Linked DNA regions of Drosophila melanogaster: region 1 is linked to region 2. The links are chromatin contacts, called in public HiChIP or PLAC-seq maps. All regions are on one chromosome and are shown on one strand. Each heading gives the region's core, a stretch centred on a gene start, on an enhancer-like site or on the middle of the called end of the contact. The rest is flanking DNA. Distances are from core to core; before and after follow the strand shown.

Region 1 (2,700 bases), core at 181-2,680, 850 kb after region 2:
TAAACTCCTGAGTCCACTTTAACGTCAAGGCTTTCTTCTTTTCTTCTCGTTTTCTGTTCTTAGTTTCTTCCGAAGCCAAGATTAGGGCTATCATAGATAGAGTTTTTCCAAGGCCCATGTCGTCGGCAAGGATTCCTCCAGAGATCTTCTGACGCTCACGAAATTGCATCCATTTCAAGCAAGACTGCTGATGCTTTAGCAGGCGCACTAACAGCAAAGCGGGTTGCTTTTCCAAGTCATCGATTGCAGGACGTGGCTGAATGGGCTCATACAGGGTCTAGAATAGGGCGCATTTAAAGATTTAAAAATATACAATTTATAAAAGTACTAATAAAAAGCATAAAAGCAATTAATCCTGGCTATTAAACCATTAATCCTTGGTGTGCAATAGTCAGTATTTTACCTTCAGACTGTCGATTATGTTGCTCTTGTGCTGATAGAACTGCGCTGCAGTGTGGTTGGCCTTTTGTCGATAGCGGTTCAGACCGGAGTACAAATTGCTCCACTTGGGCTGCTCGGTGTGGTCCACCAGTTCCGAGTTATCTTCGATTTTGATCTCCTGCTGGTCCTCCCGCAAACGCAAAGTGTCCAGGAATTCGCCCAGCGCCTCCAGGCGGGCATTGAGCTTCTCCAGGTGCAACTTTAAATCGCAAAGCTCCTTGGTTTCGGACGCGTTCTCCTCCAGTTGCCGCTGCTGCTGCTCCATTGTGAGTATCTTTTGCACCAGCTGATCGATCTGTGCTTTTTTTTCGTTATACTCCGAAGCACTGACAAAAATTGCACTTTCATTGTCGGCATATTCTGTTGGGGAAAGGTCGAGGTAAGTAAGAAGAAGTGGCATTGCATGTTCCAGGTTCTTACCACCTGACAATTCGAGACTGTCAACTGGCTCAGGCTCCATCCAGTTGTTAATTTCACCAGAGCTGTCCGGCACGGGGACGCTGCTCTGGTCTTGAATGCTGCACGATTGTTTGTGGATTTCGGTTGTATCTGATGGTGAAGATGATTCCATTGGGTATATTGGACTGCTTCCATACCTGGATTGGGTATTATTTAAGCTTGAGATCACAGATAAACTGCAACACGGCGGCAAGTCCGATCTCGAACACGGACTCCGTGGAACTGAAAACGACTCTATTAGGATGAACAACAAAGTAAATGCTCCCGGAAAACCTACGATCTAATTCCATTTGATAACTAAAAGCTCAAAAAACGAAGCGACAAGTTAAAAGATTCATTAAATCTTTTAAAATAAACACCGGGTAATCGATAATCGATTTTAAAAGGTGCATTATAACCGATCATTTCGTTGCGAAGCGTTCACACTGTGGGCAGATGGTACCAAAATATGTGCAGTAGGCTCGATTTTTGATGTTTAAACTATTTGGCCTGCCACACGACTCGGCGCGATCTTCTGCTTTCTAAAATATCGATAGTTTGTGGCATTGTTTTGATCAGGTGGCATCTCCATTCTGAAATAAATGGCGCTGATTTACAAGCATTTTTTGTAAAATACCTATAGCTAAAAATGTCCAGTGAAAACAGCGAGTATTATAGTGACAAGGAGGAAGACTCGGTGGTCAACAACTCCAGTTTAGGTAAGTAATTTTTGGATCGCTTTTAGTTTGGTGCCCAGTTCATGTCATTCACTTAACATGCAATACAGGCCGATCAAGGAAATCCTCGCGGCTCAGCAAATCGTCGCGACTCAGCAAATCCTCGCGCCCCAGCAGCGCTGGCGTGGTTATAGATGAAACGCAATCAGAGGAGGAAGAGTCCCAGTCGAGTGAGACTGCGGAATCCGAAAAGTCCGATGAGTCCGACAACTCGCAAAATTCCCAGGAGTCAGAAGACTCTGAGGACGACAGCGTTCGTCCGTCCGCTAGGAACACTAAGAGGAAGCCCTTGGGAATCCCCTCCGATAGCGAGGATGAGGAGGACGAGCTGGAACAGCGCGCTTTGTCACCCAGCACCCGCATGAGCATCACTGGAGTGCGGCCTCAGGATCTCAGCGATGACGACAGCGAGATCGAGTACAGCGATGAAGTGCAGGAGGGACCCACGGAGGCACCCACTGCCGAAGCGGTCGTGCCGCGCTACACCACACAGTTTGCTGGTAATATACAGAACGACCTCCATTCGACGATTGGCGCTGCGGATTCTGAGGTCTTGGACGACTCCAGTGGCAGTGATGTGCTCATACTCAGCAACAAGGAGACACCTATTGAGATACTATCCAGCACAGACGACGATGCCACCACCAATAAGGAAAACATGTCCGGCCCGCCGTTTGAACGCCCATCAAAGTCTTTGTCGCCCAGAAGCAGTGCTGGCGCTTCGGTGGTCAAGACAAGCAAGAATCTCAGTCAGCCAACAATACAAGCGGTTCTTAAGCAAAAGACATCTCCTGCCGCTCCACGTCGATCTCGGATTAAGAGCGAGGACCAGAAGGTGGTCAGCCAGGTGGTCTACGATGAGGAGATGCGTAAGCTGGCCGAAAAGCGCGTTCAGGTAAGCGATGCGGAGAAGCTCTTCGAGAAAGTGGCCCACAAGCTGCCCGATAAGGGCAGCCAGATTATGAAGCGCATTGACACCCTGCGCCGTGAGCTCGCAATGGACGAGCAATGGATTAGCGCACTAAGGGTTCAGCAGAGTAATGTGCCTGCCGTCAGAGTGGTTAAGCCAACACTAAATCCACCC
Region 2 (2,700 bases), core at 50-2,549:
CAACCGGGGAGTGAATTCCCGGTCTGTTTTTTGTACTTACTGTTTTTGCCGCCCAGCAGATAGTACTGGATCTTAAAGTACTCCTCATGCCCCTTCAGTTGGGTGACCTCGTTCTCGGTCTTGCCCTCGCTGGTGGTTACGCTCTTCTCCTCTGACCACTCGGTGTTGGCTTCTCCCAGGAACCGAATGATAATACCTACGAGAAACAAGTGGCTGTATTTACGGAATGACAATCGACGACGTCACTGTGGCGCTTTAATTTTAGCTATAAATAATATGAAAAGCTTTCTAAGGCATACTCAACGGATGACATCATCGCTACCAGGCAGCATCTGTCTCCCGTGTTTGGTGACCTCAAAATTTGATTATGGTGGAATGTTTGCCACATAGGTTACATGCCCCCGTCAAATGTACTACATATTTATTTACTTTCTTTTGTATTCATTCACACTTGGAGCTATTTATAGTTGTTATCGCCCAACTGAAAAGAGGAGAAAGTGCATTTCTTTGGAGGGTTTAACAACCGCCAGCTTTCTGAAAACAAGGTCGTTTAGGCACCGAAAGAGCAACCGACATTTGTGGGTGGTGCGCCGGCTTTTTGCGTCAGGATTTTAAGAAGTTAGCAAGGAAACTACCAACGACAGCCAGTGAACATCCTGCACATTGAAGACGAAAGTGCTATGTATATTTATTTACTAAATTTCCAATTAATCATTGACTCTTACACAGGTGTCGTCACTCCTATGAGTAATAGTAAGCAGCTGGGGTTTTAATTAGCATTCTCCAGCGCTGCCCACAATTGGGACTTGGATTCGCACTTACCTCGGACTTTTTTGGGCGAGTCGAACGTAAACTTCACCTGGCCGTTGACCGTCTGACCGGCGTAGTAGGTGTTCCACGGGTTGTCCAATTGCAATTCACAACCTTTAAGGCCCATGTTAGAGATTCTGTGACTCAAGGCACCAATAAGTTAACGACTTTTCGGTCTGTTTTGAAACGCCCTGCGGTCGCCGAATTCAGAGATTAGAGATGGCCGTTGTCGGTATCTAGGGATGAAAAGTCATCTAAGCTCTTGCCGATATTTTAATAAGACCAGTTTTATGTGTAGCTGCCCTGGGTATACAAATTAATGTATTTATCACATTTTTATTTAATTGTTACAATAGTTTCAAAATTTGTAAAGCTATTCATATTTTCAATACAGAAAAGTTTTGTAAGTGCTAGACCGAGGACCGAGAATTAACGTTCCAGCCCTGCTCGTGACTCACGTGAGCACGAGAACGACATCGAAAGATTTTCATCTCTATTACAATACGACAGCAAGAAGAAGAGATCTTGCGAAAATTCGCTTTTCTTCCGATTTTTCATTGATTAAACAAATCGCAGAGTAACAACAACATCGTGGAAAATGTCGCTTTTTCGCAAACCGAAGAAAATTCAGCGACGCGTGTTCTCCAGCAACGCTGACGAAGAGGAGGACGGCGCATCCTTGGATCCGGACGCCGAAATGGAGGCGCCACCGCCTCCCATAATTTCGGGCAAGAGGGAGAAAGAGAAGAGCCGGAAGGCCATAAAGCCGCAGGAGGACAACAGCAAGCCAAAGGCGCTGCTCAGCTTCGCAGATGATGGTGAGTGATACCGGAATATAAAAAGAGTATGGAGCCAAAATCCCCAATTCTTTTGCAGAGGATGACGGCGAGGTGTTCCAGGTGCGAAAGTCGTCGCATAGCAAGAAAGTGATGCGCATGCTGGACAAGGAACGCCGCAAGAAGAAGCGCGAGGAACGGGCGGAAAACAGCGGACATCCCGGGGGCGAAAATGGTAGTACACAGCATTTAGAGTCGTCCGGTGGCCCATCATCGGGTCCCCCGAATTCCAACTCGAATCCTGCCAATGCTGGCAGATATAAAAGTGCCAGCGATCAGAGTAAAAGTAAAAAAAGTGATAATCATATGATCCAAACCGAAATACGCACAGACGACTTTGTGGTAAGGTTATTATTATTCAATTTCTTCTACAATAATACCGTTTAACGAAATTTCAACATCAGAAATTACATTGAATTATCGTAGAACAATTAGCAGCAAAGATTAGGCTGAATGAGTTTAAATGTGTTATTAAATTAGTTGGTTTTTCTGGTCTGAAGTGCCAATTTTAAAATATTAGTAGCTTAGACGTTGATTTGCTTGGCGTTTTAACTGGTCAGTGATGGGAAGTGTCTAGGATCTGCGATCCAACTATCACTCAACATAAAATTTCCAATTATAATGCGATCTTTAAGTACTACTACTGTAACTATGACCACGAATTAGAAAATTTATCACAGAACATTCTAACTCATTCTTTCTTTGATAATAAATTGACGCATACAACTTGACCTTACCAGAAGAAAACTATTTAAATATTATGTAACATTCAAAGATATATTTTTTGAATTACCAAAAATCAAAGCCATTGCTAACGTAGTCACATAAATAGTAATTTTCCCACCATTGATAGTCGCATGTCTTCCCTTCCACAAAAGCAGCATGAATACCAATGCTTCACCCTAATCGAAGTCCTTTAGGAATCCACAATAATATAAAACTTACTTATCTTGTCCCCAGCTAGTGGTAAAGAAATCTGAGACTCCCGAGGCAATTCTGAACGGTAGAGCTGCCCTTTGCGCTGGACGGGAGGATATGAGCGATGAAGAAGACC

The links. HiChIP or PLAC-seq counts read pairs in DNA pulled down with a chosen protein or histone mark.
Region 1: a contact with region 2 is called in an H3K27ac HiChIP or PLAC-seq map of the Kc167 cell line, with 4 times the contacts expected there. The contact joins the promoter of lds here to the promoter of CG1965 in region 2. A contact is called at or near these places in 7 of 107 Hi-C or Micro-C datasets (the Kc167 cell line, the S2 cell line, embryo and 2 more) and 1 of 6 datasets of contacts at active chromatin or transcription factors (the Kc167 cell line).

The regions. Positions count from the first base shown.
Region 1 is chr3R:7,919,001-7,921,700 of dm6, forward strand. It overlaps lds (lodestar), which reads left to right and starts at 1,431. Exons shown (of 5, transcript NM_080111.4): 1 at 1,431-1,598; 2 at 1,667-2,700. The coding sequence starts at 1,529. It overlaps CG10445, which reads right to left and starts at 1,299. Exons shown (of 5, transcript NM_001260045.1): 1 at 1,178-1,299; 2 at 862-1,122; 3 at 404-801; 4 at 1-277. The coding sequence starts at 1,012.
Region 2 is chr3R:7,066,102-7,068,801 of dm6, forward strand. It overlaps CG1965, which reads left to right and starts at 1,300. Exons shown (of 9, transcript NM_141432.3): 1 at 1,300-1,628; 2 at 1,687-1,988; 3 at 2,607-2,700. The coding sequence starts at 1,409. It overlaps CG1105, which reads right to left and starts at 1,035. Exons shown (of 4, transcript NM_141431.2): 1 at 823-1,035; 2 at 41-196. The coding sequence starts at 937.